Regions from separate parts of the Mus musculus genome. Here region 2 is linked to region 1. Evidence: chromatin contacts called from public Hi-C data. All regions are on one chromosome and are shown on one strand. Each heading gives the region's core, a stretch centred on a gene start, on an enhancer-like site or on the middle of the called end of the contact. The rest is flanking DNA. Distances are from core to core; before and after follow the strand shown. Region 1 overlaps Fam110b (family with sequence similarity 110, member B). Region 2 overlaps Fam110b (family with sequence similarity 110, member B).

What was found. Hi-C and Micro-C count contacts between places; a contact is called where the count stands out from the background.
Region 2: a contact with region 1 is called in a Hi-C map of cerebellum, with 1.5 times the contacts expected there. The contact joins two enhancer-like sites. A contact is called at or near these places in 7 of 484 Hi-C or Micro-C datasets (the HL-1 cell line, cerebellum, cumulus cells and 4 more), 1 of 115 datasets of contacts at active chromatin or transcription factors (stem cell-derived neural progenitor cells) and 2 of 9 other capture datasets (adipose tissue and pancreatic islet).

What each region holds. Positions count from the first base shown.
Region 1 is chr4:5,661,957-5,667,200 of GRCm38.p6, reverse strand. The region is part of intron 1 of Fam110b (family with sequence similarity 110, member B); the gene reads right to left. Among named protein-coding and RNA genes, the nearest start is that of Fam110b, 20 kb to the right of the region's middle. Within about 2 kb of position 2,805, at least 17 of the 459 cell types and tissues checked have an H3K27ac peak or open chromatin away from gene starts, as enhancers often do. A contact at or near this core is called in cerebellum, where this site is marked.
Region 2 is chr4:5,785,873-5,790,909 of GRCm38.p6, reverse strand. All of the region lies in intron 2 of Fam110b (family with sequence similarity 110, member B), which reads right to left. Among named protein-coding and RNA genes, the nearest start is that of Gm24337, 100 kb to the right of the region's middle. Within about 2 kb of position 2,634, at least 29 of the 459 cell types and tissues checked have an H3K27ac peak or open chromatin away from gene starts, as enhancers often do. A contact at or near this core is called in cerebellum, where this site is marked.

The DNA.
Region 1 (5,244 bases), core at 1,556-4,055:
CCACATATTTAATTAACTTAATAGCATCTAAATCAATTTTTATTGGAATAAGAAAAAGTATTTCAAGCATTTAAATTTAACAGATCTATCTTAAAGTAAAAACCAGCTAAGCTTTCTGAAAATAAAAATAGCACCCTGCCAACTATTAAAATCCTAAGAAAAGGACTAGATTTTCATTGGATAATTTTGGCTACATTTAAAAGTACTTTATTAAAGTAGCAAACACTGTACAATATATTTTCTTTTAAAATGAAACTGAAGATAAGTGGTTTACTTCTGGGTCTCTACCATGCTTATCAAATGGCATCCCCCAAAGCAAGCCCTGACTGACACAGGATTCTAACTGAGAATAAAGGCATGTCCAAAGAAAGTATGTAAGAATGATTCTATTAAAGACAAAGGATCATCTATACCCATGGTGGTGATTCAGGCTGTCATCTCAGCACTGAGGAAGCAGAGGCAAGAGGATCTCAACTTAGAGGTCAGCTTGTGCTAAACAGAAAATTTCAGTCAAGCCTGGACTACTGAGCAAGGCTCTGTCTCAAAAAAAAAAAAAAATACCATATGCATGCATACATATATACACAAATGCATGCATGTATGAATGCATGATACTAAAGAATAGGAAGGCTGCATTGGAGATTCCCTTTGAGAAGGCTCCAGTCCTGGCAGGGGCTCTTCCTATCCCACACATCCTCTGCAAGGTTTTCATCAGGCCAACCACATCCAGACCCCTCCCTTCCCACCTGACAATCCCAACTGAATGCACCTGTTGTCCCAGTTTCAACACTGGCACCTCAAAGTCAAAATTTCATCGGGCTGTTTAGAATCACCAGCAAAGATATGGGAAACCCCAAGAGTCAAAAACTGGGACAGATGGGCAAGTCTGTGTTTGAGTTAAGCTCCGGGTGACACTGAACTTCAATGCAAAGCACTTGTCTGCTCAAGGCTTCCGAGTAACCTGTATACTAGAGAAGATCCCCTGAAATCCCACAACCCTAGTCTAGAAAGGAGGTCACTACACAAAAGCCTGGGGTTTTAAGAACTGACACCTCAGACCACAGGGAAGGTCACCTTGAACACCCTTTGCACAGAGAACTGGTAATCTGGCCTGCCACGTTAGCTCTGATAGTGTCAGTTTTGTTTGAGCCTCTTCCAAAATGGAGAACAGAAGATAAAACCGTGACACTTCCCAAGTGCACCAGGACCTTAATGCACAGTAGGTTAATCCTCACTCACAGGAGGCCCGTGGTCTAGTCCCAGTCACACGACAGGAAGAGGTGTCCCAGAACTGAAGGTAGCAGCGTCACCCCTCCGGTGCTGTGCTTCTAAGTGTTTATCAGTTTTCAGTGGTGTTAAAGAGAGAAGTGACCTTATTTCACAACAATGAGCCCCTGAAAGGGCTCTGAATAGACTCCTCCATTAACTCTACCATGGAATAGGCACAGAGCCTCCAAGGCCTGATGAAATCATCCCACAGAGAGAAGAAGAAAAGATGTGTGAGAAACAAAGCAGTCTCTGTAGGGAACGGACAAAGCCAAGAGGTACCAAGATGCTACAGTGTCTGTCTAGGAATGCAGGGCAGAAAGATGACTGTCTACTACACCGGGGGCTCAAACTTCAACCAACCCAGTCCCCTTTGCACACTGGCTCAGTCTGGACTGAGACTCCTCCAACCTCATATTAGGCTGTAATCTGCCTTCCTACCACTCTCCTTCCTGGATTCTGGTTCAATAATTTAGAGGACTTAGGTTTCACTCATTCTATCACCTAGAAAGGCCTTTCTGATATAGCTTATTATTATTGATGCAACCTAGGAAGTGCCAGGCTGGAGCAGTTCCCAAGGAGGGAGAGATAGTACCCAATATGTACCATAACCTGGCATGGGAGCCTAAGGACAGTTCGTTCTCTCTCTCTCTCTCTCTCTCTCATTCTCTCACACACACCATTCTGCTACTGCAGTACTTTTGGCACATCCTGATATGATATTCTTTTACCTACACAGGGCAAAGACAATATAACAGCAAGAATGTTAGCAGAAGAAATCCCTTCTGTAAGTACAGCCTCATACCTAAAGACAGAACACTAATTCCAAACATAGCCTGTAGGAAGGCATGTCCTATAACATCTCCAGTGTGGAGGCCTTCAAAATACAGAGTGGCCTAAACCAAATTAAAGGAGGGCACAGTCCAGGTAGACCAAAAGTCAGGGCCTCTGAGAGCCACTCTATTACAGCAAGCTCCACTGCATGAGCCATCAGACACAAGAACAGGTAAGATACTACCCAGCACATGTATCCACAGACCACTGTCATGTCCCAACAACTTGAAACCTGTCGTATCTCTGTACAATGCCTGTCATCTAAGCAGCACAACAGCTGGAGACCCATGATTGGGATTCATGGGTCCTAACTTCCGTAGGAATCTCTCAGATGCTTCTAGGTTTTTGTTTGTTTGTTTGTTTGTTTGTTTTTCAGATTTGGAATATTTGTACAACTTGACTAAGAGCATCTCAGGGACCAGGGTGCTTCAAAATCTCAAACTGTTTGAAAGAACAGATTTCTAAAATGTTCAGATTTTAGAAAATGTGTATTTGCAGAGGGTGGAGGGCATTGAATGTATGACAATAACCCTGAGAAAGTCCAGAGAATTGGAGAAATGCAAATGCATATCTATGGGGCCCTTCCGACCTAACCTGGTAACCTGATGGAACAAGAGAGACATGAAACCAGCTTGGCGTGGTCTGTGCTTAGGGAGACCATTCCGCCGGCAGTTACTACTACTCTGCCTTCTGCTCATCCAGGGCCATCTGCTGAGCAGAGCGCTGCCAAGAACACGGAGTCAAGGAATTGCAGAATCTTGCATGGCAGGACTCAGGAGAAACAGCAGGCCACAGAGGTGAAGCACATGCTGTCTTGGGTTTTCCTTTAGCAATAAGGAGTACAAGAGAAACAAGGGATGGACAGTATTATGGCTTTAGGCTAAGAAATAGAGAAAAATTATGATTACAGCAAATAATTTGTATAAAAAGTGATAGGTACTTGTCTTAGTCAGGGTTTCTATGCCTGCACAAACATCATGACCAAGAAGAAAGCTGGGGAGGAAAGGGTTTATTCAGCTTACACTTTCACACTGCTGTTCCTCACCAAATGATGTCAGAACTGGAACTCAAAAAGGTCAGAAAGCAGGAGCTGATGCAGAGGCCATGGAGGGATGTTACTTACTGGCTTGCTTCCTCAGGCTGGCTCAGCTTGCTTTCTTATAGAATCTAGGACTCCCAGCCCTGGGATGGCACCAGCCACAGAGGGCCCTTCCCCCTTGATCACTAATTGAGAAAATGCCTTACAGTTGGATCTCATGGAGTCATTTCCTCAACTGAAGCTCCTTTCTCTGTGATAACTCCAGCCTGTGTCAAGTTGACACAAAACTAGCTAGTACAGTACTCTTTTGCCTTTTTTCAAATTGTTTCATATCTTCAAACCTGGGTGTATTTTCACACTTAACAGACACTTCAGTTCAGAAAAGCAACATTTTCCATGCCTGGCGAGCAGGGGGCCAGTGACCTCCCATAGCATGCAGTACAAATGTGAGCTGAAGGTGCTTCCGGGAAAGATGAAGGCATTCACCTCCACAGCACCTCATCTTCCACCCTCCGTAATCTCTCGGGATGTACTTCCTCTATCCCAATGGCAAGCTCCTTCCGCATATTAGTCATTCAGACCATCTTCCCTGCTCCACAACTGCTCCAGGACACTGTTCCTCATTCCCAACTGCAGACTCCTTCAGCTCAGGAGCAAGTGCTCGCCCTGACCTGTGATAAGTCCCACCCACACAACAGCAGAGAGTTAAGTCTGAAACAGCCAGCCAGCCGACTCAGCTGGATCCACCATGACTGACATTCTCTGTTTATTGCCCAGCTAAAACGTATTTTATGCCTCTGCGTTCAGGCTACTCAAGCATCATGAAGACACGATTGCTTCCTTTGTTCTTTTTATCAGAACACTGAAGGTCAAAGAAAATTAGAGCAGAGACATTATAACGGGAGGCTTATAGAATGATCAAGGAGCATAAACCAGAAAGGAAGCAAAAACGAGCCTCAGACGAAGGAAAGCCAAGTGTGGAGGCAGAGGTTGTCAGAAAGAGGGCTGCAGATGCAGGGCCCAAGCCAGGGAAGAGCAGTCAAGTACTTGCTACTTTGTTTGAAGCACAGTCCAGGGCTTTGAGCAGCCAGAAGTGCAACTGGATGGTATCTCAGCTGACTCGGATGTGAGTACAGCAGAGGCAGGAAGACAAGAAAGGGAAAGATGTCCAAGGTGGAAAGAAGGATGGGATACCCCAAGAATGCAGAAAAGACCTGGGAAGGGCAGAAATGGGGATGGGGGAGCTGAGGGATCCAAAGGGGTCTCAGTTTCCAGTGAGTGCCCATTCATGAGGAAAACCATCTGAGGAGCCTGCCCTGCCCTGCCCTCCAGGCTGCAGTCTGGAGGCCTTGGCTCAGGGTACATTCCTGGTGGGAGGCTGTCTCCGTCCTGGGAAAGAATGCATCCTGTTCTAGAAAAATAGTCCTAGTTTTTTTGTTGCTTGATAAGCACTATCATCAAAAGCAACTTGGGGAATGAAAGGGTTTGTTTGGCTACAACTGGTTGCAGCAGGTTACAATTCATCCTCCAGGGAAGGCCAAACAGGAACTAAAGGAATGGCCGCCTTTCCATGGCTTGCTTACCCAGGTTTCAAATACAGCCCAGTACCACCTGCCTGAGGGTGGCATCACCCACAGTGGGATGTGCCCTTCCACGTTACTTTGTAGTCAAGACAATGTCCCACAGACACCCTCTCAGGCCAATGTAGTGTAGGCAATTCCTCAACTGAGATCCCCTCTTCCCCAAGCTTGTTCTGAGGTTATTTCAAGTCCACAACGGGAGCCAGCACTGTGGGCTTCCCAGGTCTCTACAGAGATGCGGCTAATCTACTGAACACTCTCTGAGCCCCAAGTGCTATTGCCATGTGTGCTGCTTCAGCTTCCAGGAACTCGGCTCCTGTCTGCAGAGTAAGGTCTCTGCTGAGAATTCTCTGTGCTACACATCAAACTGCAAGGGGAGCCATGCACTGTGACACAATGTTCAATATGAATTTCTTTTTCTTCAAAGAGGCGATCATTAAGCCACTGAGGCTGCTACTATAGTAGATAGTATTTTATAAAAATACCCTAAACAGAGTGGCTTATGAACAGAAATTTATTTCTCAC
Region 2 (5,037 bases), core at 1,385-3,884, 120 kb before region 1:
TCCAGCACTTGAGAGGTGAAGGAAGGGGGATTAAGCTTATCCTGAGCTCCACAGCTAGGACAAGGTTGGCCTTTGATGCATGAATACCTGGGGACTCTGGGGGTGGGGGCAAGAAAGAGAAAAGAAAGAACAAAAGAAACAAATGTGAAGGTGAAGATCAGAAGGAAAAGCAAAAATGGGACTGAAAGGTACCTGTGCACCAGAAAAGACTGAATGTGCCACTGTAACAGGATGAAAGGTATGGATGCACCAGGAGAGACCGAATGTGTTCACTGTAACAGGATGAAAGGTATGGATGCACCAGAAGAGACTGAATGTGACACTGTAACAGGATGAAAGGTATGGATGCACCAGAAGAGACCGAATGTGCCACTGTAACAGGATGAAAGGTATGGATGCACCAGAAGAGACTGAATGTGACACTGTAAACTGGACAGAAGGGAAATGTTTCCAACCATGAGGAAAAATCAAGTCAAAACTTGAACCTCTTCAGGACCAGCATCCTTTCCATTAGTGATGATGTGTTTCTTCCCTTCTCTCTACAGTAAAATCCCTTGCCATCTAGAGTTTGGCAGATGAATTTCAATTACCCCCATCCCCTCTCTCTAAGTGTTGCCATTAGCAATCTGCTTCAGGCTATAAATAAAAATCACCTTCTTTTAACACCATTGAAACCTTTGATAACAGCCATTTTATTTTATTTTATTTTATTTTTTCACGATGATGACTGTCTTAGTTTACTGTTGTGAACAGACACCATGAACAAGGCAACTCTTATAAGGACAACATTTAATTGGGGCTGGTTTACAGGTTCAGAGATTCAGCCCATCATCATCAAGGTAGGAGAATGGAGGCATCCAGGCAGGCAAGGTGTAGGAGGAGCTGAGAGATCTACATTTTCATCTGAAGGCTGCTATCAGAATACTAGCTTCCAGGTAGCTAGGAATGAGTGTCTTAGTCCATGCCCACAGTGACACAGGTACTTCAACAAGGCCACACCTCCTAATAGTGCCACTCCCTGGGGGAAGCATATACAAACCACTACAATTTCGATACGTGTTATTTTTAGTTGATTATAGTCAACTTTTCAACCACAGTAATTCTCTAGGGAGATAGCTCAGTCAGTAAGCATAAGGACATGCAGTTGTTCGATCTAGAGAACATTGGTAAAAACAAAACAGCCAGGATTCTGGAGCCATCATTATCCTCAGCACTCGAGTGGGGAAAGAGTCTCTAGAGCTTCTTGATCAGCTAGCCCAGAGAAGTCAATGATTAGCCTCTATAAACACGCACGTGAAAACTTGCACACACATGTACATACAGCATGTGGATGTCTACAGATGTACTATGCCCTCCCCCCTCCCCTCAATTCTCTGGCCTTAGATTTCTATTTTGTTTTAGTTACATATTTTAACTTTTCATAACATAGGCAAATCATTTTCTCATGCTTTAGTTTTATGTAATTCCTCATATCTGGCTGGTTTTGACACATGCATTTTTTTTTTTTTTTACAACCAGAATATGGGAAGCTAATGTTGGGGCTAGTATGTAGATGCCAGGGAGGGTAGTGCTCACCTGTCAATATTTGAATAAATATGGGTCAGAGAATGGGATATCTACTCTGGTGGATCATGCATGGTCAGCTGATGGCCACAAAGATATACCATCAAACCTACCCGATGGTTCTGCTCAGTTTGGGAAAATTATTTAGATGTGGAGTTTATATACAGGGAACACGCCTTGTCTGAAAGCCTGAAATGCCCCTTACTTTTCCTAAGTGGTGACATGATGCTACATGTGGGAAACACACACCTGAAATGTGATTAGCTATGGTTAACAAGCAGGGGCATTCAAAGTACTGCACAACATTCCCTTCAGGCTGTGCGTATAAAGCATACACAAAACATAAGTGAATCTCTTGTTTTGAGTAGATCTTATCCCCAAGATATCTCATTACACACAGTCAAATATTTATTCCCTCACCCTGTCCCCACCAAACAGCAGGAATCTTACAGGTTTCTGGTACCAAACTGCTGAAATAATGGACTACCTTATTGCTGCTGCTTCTGTGGTGTTCCGAACTGAGCTATTCCGGAGGGAGTTTGCTACCCACAGTGTTCTCCCATGACATCAGGCAAGGAAAGAAAGCAGGATTCGTGGATCGAAGGTGGGGCTGAGGAGAATGCCTCAGGAGAACAGTAAGAGGAGAGCTGTGCTCAGAGCTTGGGTGTGCAACAGAAGGGCCACACAGGGAGCCTGACACAGCTCCTTTGGGGCTCAGAAGCCTGGGAATTAACTTGCAACTAGAATGTGGGCAGTCAAAGTGCTAGACTCTAAAACCAACACAACAAAGAGCAAGAGGAAGTAGCTGCCCTTGCACAAGTACAAAGATGAAATCCAGTCCAATGCAGGCAGGAGGAAAAAAGCAGGATGGAGCTCAGGGGAAAGGTTGCTGTGGACTAGGGGAGAGATGCAACTGTCTATCAGAAGCCTGCAGGGAGACTGCCTGAAACCCCAAATGAAGAAGCAAGGAAGCAGTGAGCACCCGTTAGTCAGGGTGAAGACCCAGCTGCTGCTTCCATTTGGCAAGCCAGAACCCTCTGAAATGTGGCATGAGCAGGAACAGCAGATGCCAGCAGCAAGAGCCCTGAGAGCCCATGTTGTCTTCCCTTATAAACACATTTTCTTTGGTGCACATCACATGTCTCCACAGGGCTTGCTCTGGATGTCAGAGGTGACACCTAATGACGAATGGCAAAGAGATTCAAGGAGGGAAGAGGGAGAAGAATTTTACCCAAGTCTCCCTTTTCCCAGAGGCTCTTAGCAATTCAAGATAGAGCTGGGAGAAGCAGCAGCTCACTGTACCTAGCCATGAGAGCGGAGCTCTCTTTGTGATGGGAAGGTAAGACCTTTCTGCCTGAAACTGAGATGAGGACTCTAAATTATTTAGGGACTGCAAAGGCATGTGTCACATCTGAGATACTAGTCAGGGGGACAAAGGAGAATTCAAGGAACTTGGGAAAAAGAATACATCTTTCATTTTACCTTCAGGGATCGAGGCCAGGAAACACCATGAGCCGCCCACCCCACCCCGACTCCCCTTTGCCTTGATGTTTGCATCTGGCTTCTGAGAACCACCTATGGTTGCAGTGCTTGGATCTTGTACTCACAGACATGAGGTACTCACTAGTCGGCCTGGCCTGACTACTTGCTGCTGTGGGAATGTGAGCACCCGTCAGTCCCTGAGCTTCTCAAGGCAATACTACTTAGCATGATGTGGCCAGCTCACAGGCTGCTGCTCCAATTCTATTACGTGATAGCTCAAGTGCTCAGTGTGACCAGACCCCACACTCATTCAGCCAATGCAGGCTTTGCATTAACTGCTGAGCCTTCTGTTCAGAACTTGGCACTGATAATCACCATCATTCTGTTTCAAGATAATAATAATAATAATAATAATAATAATAATCTTTAAAAAATTATTCCATCAACTCTCACATGGTAGAATTAGAACTATTTGTAGTAGTTCTGTGAAACTGGATTGCCTGCAGTTTCTGCCTAACCGGTCACCTGGATGCCCTCATTTTTTTTTTTTTTTTTTTAACTTGAGGTTCAAAGAAAATACGTGTTTTCAAATTTCAAAGCAAACAGTTATGTGAGCAAACTGGGCCAAAGCAACAAATGGAGCCATTATTAAAGATAAAATCCAGTCCAATACAGGCAGGAGGAAAAAAGCAGGATGGAGCTCAGAGCATGCTGGGTTCTACTGCTCTGTCCTTCGCCAAGGTCCTTTACAGAACATGCACACATGTGTCACTTTCACATGAAGTGAATCACCGTTAAGAGTGTCCACCTTTAAATGAACAAGCAAATGAAACAAAACAGAATCACAAACAAAGTCACATTTCTGGCTCATTGTTCTTCCTTAGTATAAGCAAGGAATACATGGTTATGAGGCCAGCAGCCTTTATTCAGGGGATCTGCCCTTTATCTGGGAGAATAGAAATAGATGCTATGTGTAGCTGGTGCCTAAGGTCCTGTGGAAATGCAATAACAAAAATCCTTAACTAAAGTGTAAAGTTATCAGAGTTCCTAATGAATAGTAACGCAAAGCCTGCATTAGCACAGCCATCCTGAATCAAACACAGAATGGGGCCACTGTCAAATGGTTTTGTTCTCTTCCCTTAGCTCTGCCTTTACCTCTACCATTGTGTGAGTCTGTGCAGAATAAAAGTCCAGGGCCTCTGCCCTCTGTGACAGATCAGTCCAGTCCCTTAGTTAGAAAGTGAGCTGCCTGCCCCATTACCTGAGCCAAGAATAGTTGTCTGCAGCAGCAATTTGGTGAATACTTGCCCCAGGAACTGGAGAGGAAGGGCAGGGCTCCTAAGGCCATCTGCAGAGGTGGCCAGGTCCCCTTTCAGGAAAAGTGTGGTTTCATGGCACACAAAGACCCCAGAGCAAGGCTCAGGACTGCTTGGATCTGGCAAGTTTTGTCCAGTTCTCTCTCCAACATTTATCTTATTTTTCTACATTTTGCATATCATTTTGCGTTTTCCTTTCACATTATTTGTGTACCTCACAGTAGCTTTGTACCCCAAGGCTCATAACATAAAAAATGATTACTGCTATAACACAGATAAGCAAAATACTTCTGCAAGAAATTTCTAATTCCTACTGTACAGCCTTTGGGTAAAAAAATAAAAGTTACTCTGAAATAAATATTACAATTTGTATTGTAAGAATCTGGGAAACATTTAAACTTGAAGGAGGAAAAATAAGGCAGCATTTTCTTTAGGAAGAAGGACCCAGTTCTTCATGAATACATCAGGCATTTGCTGTATAATGCTGTATAATGCTCTTTAAAAGTTGTCTACTAAAAATGTCTGCTTCTCCCAACACAGGGTTTTACCGTCCATCCCCTTAGCAGTGATCCCCTCATCACACAATGGGACTGCATCCTGATAAAGCCATTGGAAACTGAAAACACCACAAGGGGGAAAGGCATCAATCCACATTCCACACTGAGCCTTCTTGCTT